Regions from separate parts of the Mus musculus genome. Here region 1 is linked to region 2. A link is a contact called in public ChIA-PET data. All regions are on one chromosome and are shown on one strand. Each heading gives the region's core, a stretch centred on a gene start, on an enhancer-like site or on the middle of the called end of the contact. The rest is flanking DNA. Distances are from core to core; before and after follow the strand shown. Region 1 overlaps Cep57l1 (centrosomal protein 57-like 1). Region 2 holds the start of Smpd2 (sphingomyelin phosphodiesterase 2, neutral).

Region 1 (2,773 bases), core at 28-2,527, 280 kb before region 2:
AGAGTATTTTTGGTGAGAGAACTAGTTGTAGGATATGGTAACAGTTAAAGCCTGGAGTCCTAAAAGGCTCCAGAAAGGCTTTATTTGAAACAGTTGTAGGCAGTAACAGTTTTAACCGTATTATAAAAGCATAAAAAATGCCATATCCCTAACATTACAATTGGTTAACTGTATCTTAATAAGAAAACTTACATCAATATTTATGTTTATTGAAAAATTGTACTTTAATCAAATAATATACTTAAACATCTATTATGTTACATTAAGTAAAAAGAGCAGCAGGGCGCAGTGGCGCACGTCTGTAATCCCAGCACTTAGGAGGCAGAGGCAGGCGGATTTCTGAATTTGAGGCCAGCCTAGTCTACAGAATGAGTTCCAGGACAGCCAAGGCTGCACAGAGAAACCCCTGTTTCAAAAAAAAAAGTAAAAAGAGCAACTTATAATAACATGTATTTCAATCTCAACTTTGGCTTAAATGATAAGACTGAGCTAATATGAAAATGTTAATTTGTTTGTTTATTTGTTTTTATTTGAGACGTAGTGGTTGGCTGTCCTGGAACTTACTATGTAGACCAGGATAATATCAAATTGGCAAACTTTACATATATGTGTGTGTGTGTGTGTGTGTGTGTGTGTGTGTGTGTGTGTGTGTGTGTATTCACAGTTTATCCTCTGTCAAATCTCTTTCTGGACACAGTCATTCTAGTGTCTGAACTAGCACAGTGCAGTATTACAGGCGAACGTGTAATTTCATTGAGAATTGTAGCAGTGTTCATATACAAAAAAAATTGTTTATATTTGAACTTACCATGACAGATTCCTCTCTCTAAGCTTTGCTGTTTTGCAGCCTTTCTTTGTGTTGTATTAGCTGTTGTTTGTAACCGGATAACAAGTTTCCGTGTGTGGTGGCAGGCCTGGGTGGTGTTTTACTATGCTTCGTATTGAGATGGATGGGCCCAGGCTGGTCTTGAACTCACTGTCTCTGCTCAATGGGCCTCATCTTGCTTCAGCATTTCAAGTACTAAGACAGAAGGAAGCCTGTGCCATTATGCCCAGGAGGAACCTTCACTGCAGGATAAAAGTTGATCATAATAAAAGAGGCCCTGGTTTAGTTTAGCCATGGCTAGTCTGAGCTATACTGGAACATTTGGTATCTCTGGGATAAAAGCAGCTAAAATCCCCAATCAACAGCCTTGGGGATCCATCTTGCCTCATAGGAAGCACCAGGTTGTCTGGGCCCAAGTTACTCAAATACTTACTGTATCTATTCCCACCACCAACCTTGGGCTTCCCGCTTCCAGCTCCTCGAAGTTTATCATGTGATAGACATAACTGGAACTAAGGTAGAATAGAAACTGAAAGTGACGCTGATTTCTAACATTTACACTGACATCGGTTTCCCCTGGCTGTCCTGGAACTCAAAGATTCACCTGCCTTTGCCTTTACCTCTGCCCCTGCGTCTGCCTCTGCCTCTGCATCTGCCTCTGCCCCTGTGTCTGCCTCTGCCCCTGCATCTGCCCGTGTTCTGAGATTAAAGGTATGCCTCACAATCCTCTGCAAAAGTCATTTTTATGAGATGAATTGTTCTGATGTGGCTACAAATAGTCTCTGTGTGGAATGAGAGCTTCCTGGGAGAAGAACTAACCTGTAATGCTTAGCCACCTCTAAACAGGGTTTCATGGGGTGGCTTGTTTCCCTTCTTTTCTATCTTAGCTGGGCTGGAACTCACTCTGCAGACCAAGCTAACCTTGAACCTATAGAGTCTCTGTCTCTGTAGGCCTGTCTCTGCCTCCCAAGTTCTGAGGTGTGTGCACTATACCTTACCCAACTCATAGGGTGGGTGATAGGTGTTGTTGTTGTTGTTGTTGTTTGAGACTGTGTCTCAGCTCTTACAAGCTAAGTTGTTTGTGAGTTTGTTTGTTCTTTTAGAGATGGATCTCTGTGTATCTCATGCTGGCCTGGAACTTATCTATGTAGTAATGCTGGTCTCAAACCTTTGATTCTCCATCTTGAGTCTCTCCAGCACTGAGGAACTGATGTGTGTCACCACACCCAGCTTTGGGGTCTTTTCTTAGGCTTTGTGATTTGGCTGCTAGGTAGACATCAGTGGGCCCTCAGCCCTCAGGATTTGGCCTGGCCAGCGAAATAAAGGAGGTGCATTGAAAAATAATGCAGAACTGGAATCATGTTTTTGTAAACACATTTTAAGGAAAATGTATCTTGATGAAGTTAAGCTTCCATCTCAGCTAAACAAGAAAATCGGGTTTTGTTCTCACCCCTGTTCGAGGCAACAACGTATTCCACTGCTCATACTAAGACTTTAACAGCTGTGTCAACACGGCTGCTTGAAAAGAAGTGCAGGCTTACTGCTGACTCTACAGATCTCCCTGTCAGGATCTCTCAGCAGACTTCAGCCCTCTAGAACACTTGCTTACCTCAGATAGATGAGTCAAATGCTGGGGTAGTTAAAGCTCTGAGGGCTGGCTGTAAGAATTGGAAGGAGAGCCTTAAAACTCTCAGTACCAAGGGGAATAATATTCTGATAAGCCAGCTGCTATCCAGACACCATTGTCTAGCTACAATCTTTCCAATGGGAGTGAGGTGGGCAACTTACACTTACCTTATATTGATGTGACCTCAAGGCTGCCACTGAGCTACCTCCCCAGCTGTTTAAGTGACCTTTCGTAGGATTATCTTGCAATAACTCAATGCCTTTTATTTGTTTGGGGTTTTTTGTGTGTGTGTGTGTTTTTGTTTTTTGTTTTTTCAAGAC
Region 2 (2,739 bases), core at 171-2,670:
CTAAGACTGTGTCCCAGAACACCTAACATATTTACTAATTGAACTTCCCAGGAAGAAAAAAAAAAGGTTGCAAACACTTTGCCTGCAGTGTGGAACAACCACAGGAAATATTAATGTCTTAAGAGAGTCAAACAAGAAAGAGAGAGAGAGAGAGAGAGAGAGAGAGAGAGAGAGAGAAGGGAGGAAGGAAGGAAGGCCACTTTAGCTGTAAGACACTGGTTCATGTCTCAAAAATACCAAAAAAAAAAAAAAAACCCAATAAAGAAACAAACACAAGCACTAAGCCTTCATCTTCCAACACACACACAAGACAGCACTTTCACTCTGGATGCTAGAGCAAGCAAGGGTGTGTGTGTGTGTGTGTGTGTGTGTGTGTGTGTGTGTGTTCTGAGGGTGAATTCTACTGCCCTTGCTCTCCAGCTGGAAAAAACAAGCACAAACAAACTAGTTGCTGGCTCAGGGCTGCGTGTATTTCACCACCGTACCCCCCAGGTTTTTTCCTGTTTCCAGGTAGCAGGCGTGCTGCGGCATGATTGACCTGGCTACATTTGTTTGTTTCCTGGTGCATAAAATATCATTCTACATGTTTACAAATTCATACTTGGATTCTTCACAGCACTTCTGGGACATCTCTTAAAAATCTGAAAAGTATCTGATTCTGCTAAAATGCAGAAACAACTACAGAAATTATAAAGGAAAGGCCCTTCCAAAATTAAAGTACTAAAAAAAATCACAAGTGTTTTTTTCTTTTCTTTTCTTTTTTTTTTTTAAACTAGAGGCGGGGAGGCTGAGGTGGTATCTGGGGCACCGGGTTACCTCAGCGATGGTCCTGAAAGCTGGAGCTTTTGAATATTTTCCCGTAATTTTGAATTTTGTAAATCCATAATCCAATAAAAAATTTCACGTGAACTAGCATTTCCATGCATAGGTGTTCCGAAATTACCATTTTCCCAATACGGATCCCCGCGAACGCTCGCTCGCGCTCCGAGTCTCTTCCAGGTCGCCCTTCCTTGCGACCAGCATTTGTTCTCTATGCCCCCATCCAGCCCTAGGACAGAACGTGGACCCCCGCCCGCCAGCGCAGGCGACACCGCGGCAGGGGGCTGAGGTGCGCACGGCGTCTGGGGCGAGGGGTTACCTCAGCGATGGTCTTTGACACCTGAAAGCTGGAGCTTTTGAAGAGCCCCACCACCTTCAGCTTCAGGGGCGGCTCGGGCGGCAACCGCACGTGACATGCTGGGGGCTTCGACTTGGGCCGGCACGGCTGCTGGGTGGCCATGGCAGGGACAGCAGAGAGCCCGGAACACAAATAGTGCGAGTCGCCAGGGCAACCGCGTGGCTCCTCCCCGAACGCCCGCAAGGGGCGGGACCTGAGTGAGTTCGTGGGCGGGGCCTCGCATCAACTTCAAGCCTGTTGCTGGTGGAAGCCGAGCCGGGAACAAGGGAGGAACCTGTAGGCCGCGGTGCGGAGAACCCACCGAAGGACCTAAGAATCTGGAACAGTCCACCCGAGATTCCTTCCAGGACTGCCGGCGGCCTCGCGCAGCCAGCCCGGGATTTGCAGCCGACCTTCTTTCCGGGTGGAAGGACGGCCTTTGTCCCAGTAACGCAGGAGTCGCCCCCCACCCCCAACCAGCTCGCGTTCCTGGGTCGGGGCAGCGCAGGACAGGGCAATAAGCCTGTGCGCGCAATCCGCCTCGCCGCCCTTGCTCCGAAGCACTCCAGCCATGAAGCTCAACTTTTCTCTACGGCTGAGAGTTTTCAATCTCAACTGCTGGTAAGTAAGTGCTCCCAGGCGTGGGCTGCAGCCTCGGAGCCACCTTCCAGTCCCCTCTCGCACATGCCTAGGAAGGAAGCAGGTCTTCTTCAGCCGAGCTAGACCCTGTCCTTCCCGAACCACCAAAGTCCACATCGCCTAAAGACCAGAGCTTGGGTGGTTGCAGCAATCACCAAAGTCCCTATCATCCAAAGCTGAGGTGATGACAGCAGTAATCGTCCCAAACCTGGCCCATGTCTTTCCTTTTAAATGATTTACTTTTATTTTATGTACATTTGGTGTTTTGCCTGTATGTATGTCTGTGTGAAGGTGCCAGATTCTCTGGAACTGGAGTTACAGACAGTTGTAAGCTGTCATGTGCTTGCTGGAAATTGAACTGCTGACCCATCTCTTCTGCCCCCTGCGTCCTCCACCCCTTTTAGGGACATCCCCTACCTGAGCAAACATAGGGCGGACCGCATGAAGCGCTTGGGAGACTTTCTGAACTTGGAAAACTTTGATCTGGCTCTCCTGGAGGAGGTGAGGTTGTAGGGCAGGCTAGGTTGGAGGAGGGCAGCAGGCGGCAGGCGGCGCAGGAAAACTGTTCTGTCTGGGATGAAATCCAAGCAAGTATCCTCACCTTCTTCCTCAGGTGTGGAGTGAGCAGGACTTCCAGTACCTAAGGCAAAGGCTATCGCTCACCTATCCAGATGCACACTACTTCAGAAGGTGAAAAGCCTGTGTTCTCAGCCTGTTCTCAGACGAGGAAGCTCTCCAACATTCTTGCTTGCACCCTCGATCTTCTTCCTCTGGGTGTGAGAAGAGCAGGCCGTCACCCTCATCTTGCAAGGGCTGCTGTCTTAGGCTTTGTTCTGGGGTTGATCTTAGCAGTAGAGCTGGGAGACCGCGGAGGGGAAGAGGGCTGGCTGGGTACTCCCCTCCTTGCTCTTCTGGTTATTAAGCAAGAGTTGGTTTTCAGCGGG

What was found. ChIA-PET counts read pairs in DNA pulled down with a chosen protein or histone mark.
Region 1: a contact with region 2 is called in an RNA polymerase II ChIA-PET map of memory CD8 T cells, with 27 read pairs. The contact joins the enhancer-like site here to the promoter of Smpd2 in region 2. A contact is called at or near these places in 14 of 39 promoter capture datasets (the 3T3-L1 cell line, the C10 cell line, the HPC-7 cell line and 8 more), 1 of 115 datasets of contacts at active chromatin or transcription factors (memory CD8 T cells) and 1 of 9 other capture datasets (pancreatic islet).

The regions. Positions count from the first base shown.
Region 1 is chr10:41,766,080-41,768,852 of GRCm38.p6, reverse strand. The region is part of intron 2 of Cep57l1 (centrosomal protein 57-like 1); the gene reads left to right. The region is part of intron 1 of BC048559 (cDNA sequence BC048559); the gene reads right to left. Among named protein-coding and RNA genes, the nearest start is that of BC048559, 21 kb to the right of the region's middle. Within about 2 kb of position 1,277, at least 24 of the 459 cell types and tissues checked have an H3K27ac peak or open chromatin away from gene starts, as enhancers often do. A contact at or near this core is called in memory CD8 T cells and pancreatic islet, where this site is marked.
Region 2 is chr10:41,489,021-41,491,759 of GRCm38.p6, reverse strand. It overlaps Smpd2 (sphingomyelin phosphodiesterase 2, neutral), which reads left to right and starts at 1,420. Exons shown (of 10, transcript NM_009213.2): 1 at 1,420-1,777; 2 at 2,200-2,296; 3 at 2,409-2,485; 4 at 2,736-2,739. The coding sequence starts at 1,728. Ppil6 (peptidylprolyl isomerase (cyclophilin)-like 6) reads right to left here and starts at 1,321. Exons shown (of 8, transcript NM_028430.1): 1 at 1,139-1,321. The coding sequence starts at 1,279.